Regions from separate parts of the Macaca fascicularis genome. Here region 1 is linked to region 2. A link is a contact called in public Hi-C data. All regions are on one chromosome and are shown on one strand. Each heading gives the region's core, a stretch centred on a gene start, on an enhancer-like site or on the middle of the called end of the contact. The rest is flanking DNA. Distances are from core to core; before and after follow the strand shown. Region 1 holds the start of CHCHD5 (coiled-coil-helix-coiled-coil-helix domain containing 5). Region 2 holds the start of ZC3H8 (zinc finger CCCH-type containing 8).

Evidence for each region. Hi-C and Micro-C count contacts between places; a contact is called where the count stands out from the background.
Region 1: a Hi-C map of liver shows a contact between it and region 2, with 2.8 times the contacts expected there. The contact joins the promoter of CHCHD5 here to the promoter of ZC3H8 in region 2. A contact is called at or near these places in 2 of 2 Hi-C or Micro-C datasets (liver and skeletal muscle).

The regions. Positions count from the first base shown.
Region 1 is chr13:19,579,415-19,584,002 of T2T-MFA8v1.1, forward strand. It overlaps CHCHD5 (coiled-coil-helix-coiled-coil-helix domain containing 5), which reads left to right and starts at 2,176. Exons shown (of 4, transcript XM_005575273.4): 1 at 2,176-2,230; 2 at 3,556-3,696; 3 at 3,782-3,947. The coding sequence starts at 2,229.
Region 2 is chr13:19,302,222-19,307,083 of T2T-MFA8v1.1, forward strand. ZC3H8 (zinc finger CCCH-type containing 8) reads right to left here and starts at 3,369. Exons shown (of 9, transcript XR_006691593.3): 1 at 3,162-3,369.

The DNA of each region.
Region 1 (4,588 bases), core at 926-3,425, 280 kb after region 2:
GTCAACTGTAAACTGTTTTATTTAATGGGCAACCCACGCACCCAAGTGGTTATAAGTGGTACTACGAAATGTATTATAAAAATACTGTAGTTTTTTAAATTTGAGACAGAGTCATGCTCTGTCATCCAGGCTGGAGTGCAGTGGTGTGATCTCGGCTCACTACAACCTCCGCAGCAATTCTCGTGCCTCAGCCTCCTGAGTAGCTGGGACTACAGGCACCTGCCAACCATGCCTGGCTAATTTTTTGTATTTTTTGTAGAGACAGGGTTTCGCCATGTCTCTACTCCTGGCTGGTCTCCAACTCCTGACTTCCAGTGATCCGCCCACCTCGACCTCCCAAAGTGCTGGAATTACAGGCATGAGCCACTGCACCCAGCTGAACACAATCTTTACCTTCTATGTACTGATTTATGTCTTTGTAACTGCCATCCACCTAAAATGTACAAAACCAAACTGTAATTCTACTGTCTCAGGCACACTTTCTCAGGACCTGTGTTTCCCAGGCCATGGTCACTCATATTGGCTCAAAACAAACCTCTTTAAGACATTTCAGTTTGGTTTTTCTGTTAACAGGTGGTTGATTTTTCCTAGTTCTTTAACGAGATCCCTAGAAACCGGGTTTAAGACAATTGAACTTCTTTTTTGCTTTCGTGGTCAGATAAGAAAATTTCAGAAACTCCCTCCCTGTGTACCTGTGGGCATCCCCACCCCCCCACACCAACAAGAAAGGTTAGACAGATCTTCTGAGGTAGCTTCTAAGGCCTTTCAGCATGTCAAAATGCATCTTTGGGGTATTCGTTTCTGAGTACAAACAAGGGAACGGGGTGGATTAAGATTTCGTTCTCCCAGTAGAGGAAAATCCAGGGATTCAGTCTACATTTGAAGCCAAAAACAGTTATCTGACTCCTTCCAGAGCCTTTAAATGTTGATCCCCTCCCCTCTTCTCCCACCAAACATACACTTGGAAGTTTAAAAAGAATGGAGGGATCTCAAGGTGTAAAGCTTTCTGTGCCTATGGCAGATTCAGATGACCAGTGCTGGTCCTCGGATGTCAACTGCCAACCAGGGTAGCTCATGGTTACAGCCTCCCGTAGAGCTCTCACTTATCCAGAACACCTGAGGCTCCAAGCTCAGTATCAAACTGTTCACTTGCACTGTGTCCTCTATGAGGTCACTGTCATCATCATCATTTTACAGACACACTGAGACTCCAAGTGGTCGTTACTAGTTCACAGTCAAGTAGCTCTCGTTCATCTTCTCGTTCATCTTCAACTCTATGATTAACTGCAAAGTGTTCTGCTCATTTTGACTAGAGTCTTGAAAGATCTGCAAACTAAATGGCAGGACTGATGCTCAGTTCTCTGACCAGGGGATATCCAGTCTTTTAAGTTGGGAAACTCACGCCCATGTCTAACCTCACACTTTTAAGACAGATGAGAAGGAAGGGGGAAATGTTACTACACTAGGAGGAATTAATTACAAAGAGAGGAAGTAACTGGCTTGATAGTCTCACGGAGTCGGGATTAAACACCATGTCTGTCCTGGCCTACACTAAGGGACGGAGGAACGCCTGGGTCACCCAGGCTGAGTAAATACGAGGCCCAAGCCGAATTAGTTCGGCTCTTGGTTTGACTCCCTCTTCCCTTCTGTTCCAAGCGCTCGCATGAACCAGGGTGCCAGGAGGACTATCAGCTTCTGCGCCAGGCCGATGGTGGCAGCGTGGCGTTAGGAATCAGGCCCCCTATCCCTGAGTCCAACAGCCTACCGCCATAGCACCCAACCAAACTGGGAACAACATGTTGAGACGCCGCAGCAACAGCAGCCGCTTCCCACCAGCTCCAGTCGGAGATTTGGAGCGCTTGTGTCTGCGGCTCAATCCCGTGAGGTGCGGCGCAGCTCAGCGGCGCATTCTCTTTGGAGCGGAGGCACCACCGTACTTTCCATCGCTTACTTCCGTTGAACCCCGGGCGCTGCCATGGCAAGCCGGAAATAGGGATAGATCTAGCCAGAAGAGGGCGGAAGTGGCTACTCAGGGCGTCGCCATGACGAGTCGGGACCGGAAGAAGAGGTGGGGCGCCGCCATGACAGATTAGTCCTAAAGGGAACCGGTTGTTAGTTCAATTGGCTACCGGAAAAAAACAGGCTGGGCTGGGCGCCGCCATGACAACCGATACCGGAAAAGGCGGGTCGTTCCCCCCGGACAGACCTACGCCGGCAAAAGTCTCGAGATGTGAGTAGTGAGAGCGCCTACCGTATACGTGCGGCCGCTCCCCTTCTCTTACCCAGTGATCTAGACCTAGTCTAGGACCTCCGGAATTAGGACCAGCCTCCCTCCTTCTTGGAGATCTGACCCTCAGGATTCAGCGCCTTCCCTCACGAGTTACAACCCTCCGCATGCCCAAGCCCCGCCCTCTAAGCGTTTAGGCCCCGCCCCCTCTCGCAGCAGCTTAGGACTTCGGTCCAGTCACTATTCACCCAAGCTCTGCCCCCAGTACCCCTGGTCCGGCCGTTCACACCGAAATCCTAAGACTACAGACATATTTAGGGACCTCTAGGACTCCTACACCCGTCCTCAGAGCTCCAGATTCCTCCCCCTCGATCACCAAACTTTACCTATTGAACCTTCCACATCTGCCCAGGACCCCAGTCCTCACCTATAGGGTCCATAGACTTGTTCCTAGACCACTCTGACCTTGCCCGGGATTCCCAGAGCACCAACCTCATGCAGGGCTTCCAGACCTCATGCCCCTGGGACTTGAGTCCCGCACCACGGCCTCAGGTTTCATCTTGAAGACTCTTTGGCTAAGACACTCTTCCCCAGGACCTGAGACCTCACCTCCTGGACCTCTAAACCTCACTTTTAGAATCCCCAAACCCATTTAGGGCTTTCAAGCTCTCTCCCTGGAATTCTAGATCTTACTTCTAAGTCCGTAAGTCTTCTCTGCATGATCCTCAGGCCTACTGGGGGATGCCTGGATTTCAAGGCCTGTCTTCTAGGACCCAGAAGGCCTACCTTAGATTAATCAGACCTTGTTTTAGAACCTCCACTCTCTCCCCAGAAGCTCCCCTTCTGCTTTACAAGCCCCAGGGCTAGGCCTCACCTCTACACTTCTTTGGCCCCATCTCAGGATCCTTCAGACTCCCACATCTGCCCTGAACGCCTAGTCCTACTTCAGATCCAGACCAGAACTCCCTTTCTTTGCCAAGCACCATAGCTCATGCCTGTAATCCTAGCACTTTGGGAGGTCTAAGCGGGAGGATCACTTGAGCTGAGGGGTTCAATACCAGCCTGGGCAACATAGCAAGACCCTGTTTCTACAAAACATAAAAAATTAGCTGGGCATGGTGGCTCATGCCTGTGGTCCCAGCTACTTAGGAGGTTGAGGCAGGAAGATCACTTGAATCCAGGAGTTGGTGGCTACAGTGAGCTATGATCATGCCACTGCACTCCAGCCTGGGCCACAGTGAGACCCTGTCTCTAAAAAATAAAATAAAATAAAGATTCCCTTGCTTCCCTGCTGCCTGGAATGATCCTCAGCCCATCCTGTCCCACAGGCAGGCAGCTCTGGAGGTCACCGCTCGCTACTGTGGCCGGGAGTTGGAGCAGTATGGCCAGTGTGTGGCGGCCAAGCCGGAATCCTGGCAGCGGGACTGTCACTACCTTAAGATGAGCATTGCCCAATGCACATCCTCCCAGTGAGTGTCGGCAAGTATGAGACAGTGTGGGGGGTGGGCAGTGGGGTGGGAATCTCCCAGAGGCTGAACTGCCCTACCCCCACAGCCCAATCATCCGCCAGATCCGCCAGGCCTGTGCTCAGCCTTTTGAGGCCTTCGAGGAGTGTCTTCGACAGAACGAGGCAGCTGTGGGCAACTGTGCGGAGCATATGCACCGCTTCCTGCAGTGCGCTGAGAAGGTGCAGCCACCACGTTCACCTACAACTGTGGAGGTAAGAGGGGCTCATCTCAGTTCATCTCTTTTCTCCACAACATGCCCTTCATCCTTCTGATTGTTCAGGGTAAAGACTTAGGAGTCATCCTCAGCCCCACCCCACCACCACACAGGCCTTTGCCATGCATCCAGAATCCAGAACATCATCACTTCTTGCCCCATATAGCCCCTGCTTTAATCCACCACCACCCACACCCTCCCCCTCCAGGATACCTGCCCCAGCCTTCTCCCTGGTCTCCCTTCTTCTTTTCTTGCCTCCATAAAGCGGCCTGGGTGAGCATGTTAGGACTGAAATTTGGTCTCATTACACCTATGCTTAAATCTCTCCAGTGGCTTTGCGTCACATTGAGAATAAAATTCCAGGTCCTTGCTAGGTTCTCTGTGTTCTTCCCTAGGCTGACTTCATCCACCTCCTCCCTCACCCTCTCTCTCCCACTACTTTTCATCTGCAACTGGAGAGGGGCTGGGCTGAGGTGGCCAAAAAAAGCTCACTCTTTTAAATGTATCTAATATGTAAGCCAGATATACAGTATATTTGTGATATGTAAGTTTCATGGTTGGGCAATTAGAACAAAAGTCTAAAATGACTCCTTGAGGAGAGGCAGTAATGGGAAAACGTTGAAAAATGCTCTTTTAGAT
Region 2 (4,862 bases), core at 2,119-4,618:
AAGTATCTGCCCTACAATCACACTGTTATTCAACACTGCCCATTCTAAATAGATGTCTACTTTCACTATGAAGGTCTACAATACTCAGCACCCATATTAGACCTATGAGCAGGATAGGACAGAGTTGACCACCTCTTCTGTGTAAAACATGTTCTTAGCTTCAGGGATAGTGGGCTCTTCTAGTTTCTTCTTTCCTCACAGCTACAACTTGTCAGTCTCCTTTGTTGGTTCCTCATCTTCACGACTTTAAAAGTCAGTTCTCACCTCTTCTCTTTGTCTATATTCTCATTCTAGGCTATCACTTTCCATATCATCACTATGAATATCATCTGTATGTAGTTGATTTCAATATCCAAGTCTCCAGCCCAAACCCCTCCTCTTAAAACCAAACAGAGCTAACTTCCTACTCAACATAACCACCTGAACATCTACTAGACATATGTAATCTTAAAACATCCAACACTGAACTCTTGCTCTTCTCTCTGAAGCCTAATCCTTCTTGCTATCTAAATCGGCAGCGCCATGCCTCTCAAGATCCCCACCAAAACCTTAAAGTCAATCTTGATTCCTCTCTTACATCCCCATCCAATCTCGGAGGAAATCCAGTTTGTTCTATCTTCAACATACCCAAATTTGACCACTTCTTGCCACTAATACAACAATCCGAGCTGCTCTGGCACCCCTACATTCTACTCTCAACACAACTAGAATGACCCTGCTAAAATATTTCAAATGTCACTCTGCTGAAAAACCCTCCAATGGTCTGTTGTCTCATTAAGAGTAAAAGCCAAAGTCCTTATTTTGGCACCTACCAGTTACTCCATGATTGGGCTCCCATAACCCTACCCCAATACCTCGCAGACTTCCAAGTCCCTCTTACTCCACCCCAGCTGTCCTTCTGGCCACTCTGCTCCCCTAACGCAATCACACCAAGCTCACTTCCCCTGAGGACCTTTACACAGACTCCTCTCCACTCCTCTAGACTATGAAACCCCCTCACCTCCTTCAGGTCCCTACACAGGTTTTTAAAACTTACCAACGTTATCAGTGAGGCTTTCCTTATCTACCTTCTTAAAATATCTACACCCGCCTGGCCGGGCACGGTGGCTCACGCCTGTAATCCCCCAGCACTTTGGGAGACGGAGGTGGGTGGATCACGAGGTCAGGAGATCGAGACCATCCTGGCTAACACAGTGAAACCCCATCTCTACTAATACAAAAAAATTAGTCGGGTGTGGTGGCAGGCGCCTGTGGTCCCGGCTACTCCGGAGGCTGAGGCAGGAGAATGGTGCCAAAGCAAAAGGTGGAGCTTACAGCGAGCTAAGATTGCACCACTGCACTCCAGCCTGGGCGACAGAGCAAGACTCCGTCTCAAAAAAAAAATAAATAAATAAAAATAAAAAAATAAAAAAATCTGCCCCCTCCCTACCACCCCAACAGTACTTATTTTCCCCTTAGCCTTCATTCATTTTCTCAGGGTATTTAAATACGATATATTTATGTATTGTTTGTCTCCCCCTCCCCCTAATAACGTAAATTCATTAGTACAGAAATTTTCATCTCTTGTTCATTTACCGCTATATCCCCAAGGCCATAGCAGGTGCTGAATACAATTTTTTGAATGAATGAGAAGTACTCCCATCACAAATTACTAGGAAAAAAACCAGAAACCATATGAGAAAAGACTGATTCATTTGACTGGATAAAACAAAACCACAACATCCCCATTCCTTTATACCTTGAAAAATAATGCCATAGGCATGACAATTGGGAGTAAAGTACTCTCAAATAAGAGATCCTAGAATTTGAAAAAGACCAAAAAGAAGAAAAATGGGCAAATAATATGGACAGCTCACCATACTTCCATACCATCCTTCACCCATCATTTTGGCAAAATTCCAAGTGTCTTTTATGTATTGCAGTCAAGTTTTTGGGAATGGAATTTTCGTCCAATACACTTTCAAACTGATAGCTGCTGTTGGGATTTTTACATGTTGTTATCTTTTTTTTTTTGGTGATGAATTCTTATGTATTTTACAACGTATCAATTAGTTCCAGTTATTTTTCTTAGTAAATTATATCATCTGCAAGTAATTAGAGTCTTTGTCTCTTTCCAATATTTATAGGCCTTATTTTATTTTAGTCATTTTGCATGAGAAGCTTGGTGATAAAATCATGGGTCCTGGACATAGTTTTTCCACTTCCACTGTGCAATCTCGGCAGGTTATTTAGCCTCTCCGTGCCTCATTTTCCCATTTGTAAAACAAAGACAGCATCATCTTCAAGTTTGTTTTGAGGATTAAATGATTTCATGTAAAGCACGAGGTAAAGCTCTGGATGATCAGTTAAAATTTGAGATAGAGTGAACAGCTGAGCAATATCGAGAGGTAAAATCAACCATAATTGGAAATATATCTCAGTTGAGGGAAATAAAAGACGTAGGTTTAAGAACAAAGATACTTTTTAGCATTTCAAATTCAAAGAATAAAAAGAATGAACATCTATCTGGGTGTAAGCACTATGCACTGCTCCAAAAATGAAATCTACAAATTAGGGCCATTTGACCAAAAGTCTCCTTTGCTTTTCCAACCTAATGGAAATTTTAAGTCCAAATGATGTCTGTTGCTTTATTGTGGTCTTTAGGGTCTTTCCATGTCAATCGGTGGACTAATGGCAGAGTATTCCCTATTCTTTACCTTTTAATAAACTTGTGATTTCGTCCTTTCTACAGAAAAGAGCCTAGCATGTGTCAGTGAAAAAGGTCCAATCAGTGTCCTCTGGGAGTTTACGGTCTCGTGGAACCAAGCAATAGTAAAGACAGACGCTACCGGACCACAGAAGCGGGCTCCTAACCCGCTGCTGTGCAGAGAAAGGGGCGCATCCCGGAGCCTTCTCGCTTCCACCCCGCTCCCCCGCCCAGGCTCTCGGCAGCCCCGGCCGTGGCGGCCTACGCCTGAGCCCCGTGTTCAGCTTCTGCTCCCACCCGGACCCTGCACGACCTCTATAGGTCAGACGGTGGCGTCCGGCCGGCCCACGTGCTCCCCACGGGCTCTCCCGACGCGGCCCGGACGTGGTTCCGGACGGCCTCCAATCCTGAAGAAACTAAGAGGCGGAGTCCCGCTGAGCCCCTGCATTCAAAGGATGAAAAGATGGGGGATCACCTTTCGTCAGAGTCCGTGGCCGTTTTGCCGAGGGCCGGGTTGGGGGGTTTTGAGAAAAGATTCTCAAAATCCATGACCCAGACAGGTCCTCCCTTTCGCGAGCCGGGAAACTACAGAGTAACAACCCGAGAGAGTGACAACTGGGACGCGACAGGACGGACCCAGAGCCGCACCAGGGCCACAGGCTCCGCCCCGCGCAGCCCCACCCACCCCGCACATGCGCCGAGCCGCCCTCCGCGACTCTGGGCAAGCCCGCTCCTTCCCTGCCACCTTCGCCTCGGCTCTGCGCAGGCGCCGCCGTTGTTGCCCTTCCGTAGGCTTTTTCGTCTGTTACCTCAGATAGTAGACTTTAATTTAATTAAATTACTTAATTTATTATTTATTTATTTATCTATTTTGAGACAGAGTCTAGCTCTGTCGTCCGGGCTGGAGCGCAGTGGCATGATCTCGGCTCACTGCAACCTCCGCCTCCCGGGTTCAAGCAAGTCTCCAGCCTCAGCCTCCTGAGTAGCTGGAATTACAGGTGCATGCTACCACGCCCGGCTAATTTTTGTATTTTTAGTAGAGACGGGGTTTCGCCATGTTGGTCATATTTTTAGTAGAGACGGAGTTTCACCATGTTGGCCAGGATGGTCTCGATTTCTTGACCTTGTGATCCGCCCGCCCCGGCCTTCCAAAGTGCTCGGATTACAGGCGTGAGCCACCCCGACCGGCCCCAGCCCAGAATTTTTAAAAGGATTTGTTAGGATTCTGCTTTCACCTTGGTGAAAACTGTTCCATCAAAATCACAGTATTTCTAAGGGATGGTAGTAACAGCTAACATTGATCTGAGCACTCCACTACTATTCCTTAGAAATAGCGTTTCATATGTTAGCTAACTTAATCCTCACAACAGCCCTGTAAAAGATGTTCTATTACCATCCACATTTTTGAAATGAATAAGCAGATATGTAGTCTGGTAATGTAACTTGTAGGGTCTCTACAATTGAATGGGATTAAAATGAATACACAAGTAACCTCAAGACCGAAAAGTCCATTAAAAAGTACCAAATACTAAGAGGATTCAGAAGAGGGAAAAAATTGCATCCAGTTGGGAAGGCTTCTTGAGAAGGGAGTATTTGGGCTGGGTCTTGAGATATTTCCATAGGAAAAGATGAAGTTAAGAGTAAATGGGCATTCCAAGTAGAGAGAATTGTATTAAGGCAGGAAAACAGAGCATGCTGTTGCAGAACGGGGAATTGCTCAGTTTTGCTCAGTGTAATACCATTTAAGGCAATAGTAGAAAGGAAGGCGCAAACCCTAGTTTGGGCCAATGATAGAGAACCTGACTTGCTTCTGTAAGTGAAGGAACTGATTCTTGGCATGAGTCAGGATCCCTCTACCAATTAGTGAAGGGAACTATATGAAGCCAGACATCTTCCCTGGGGAAATTCTACTTTCCCGTGTTGTTTATGTTATAGGCAATCACCTATGGAACATGAATCATTACTAAAAATGGAGAGGAAAAAATGAATTAAGGAAATGAAAACTAGAATTACTCCCTCTTTAGCAGGAAGCACTATTATAGAACTCAAATGGTTACTATACACATTTTTTTATATAAAATGTCCAGCATACAGCAAAAGATAACCAGACACAAATGAAAATTCAATTAGCAGGTAAAAAGCAGCTAAAACATCTGACCTGCAAAGGCATCAGACA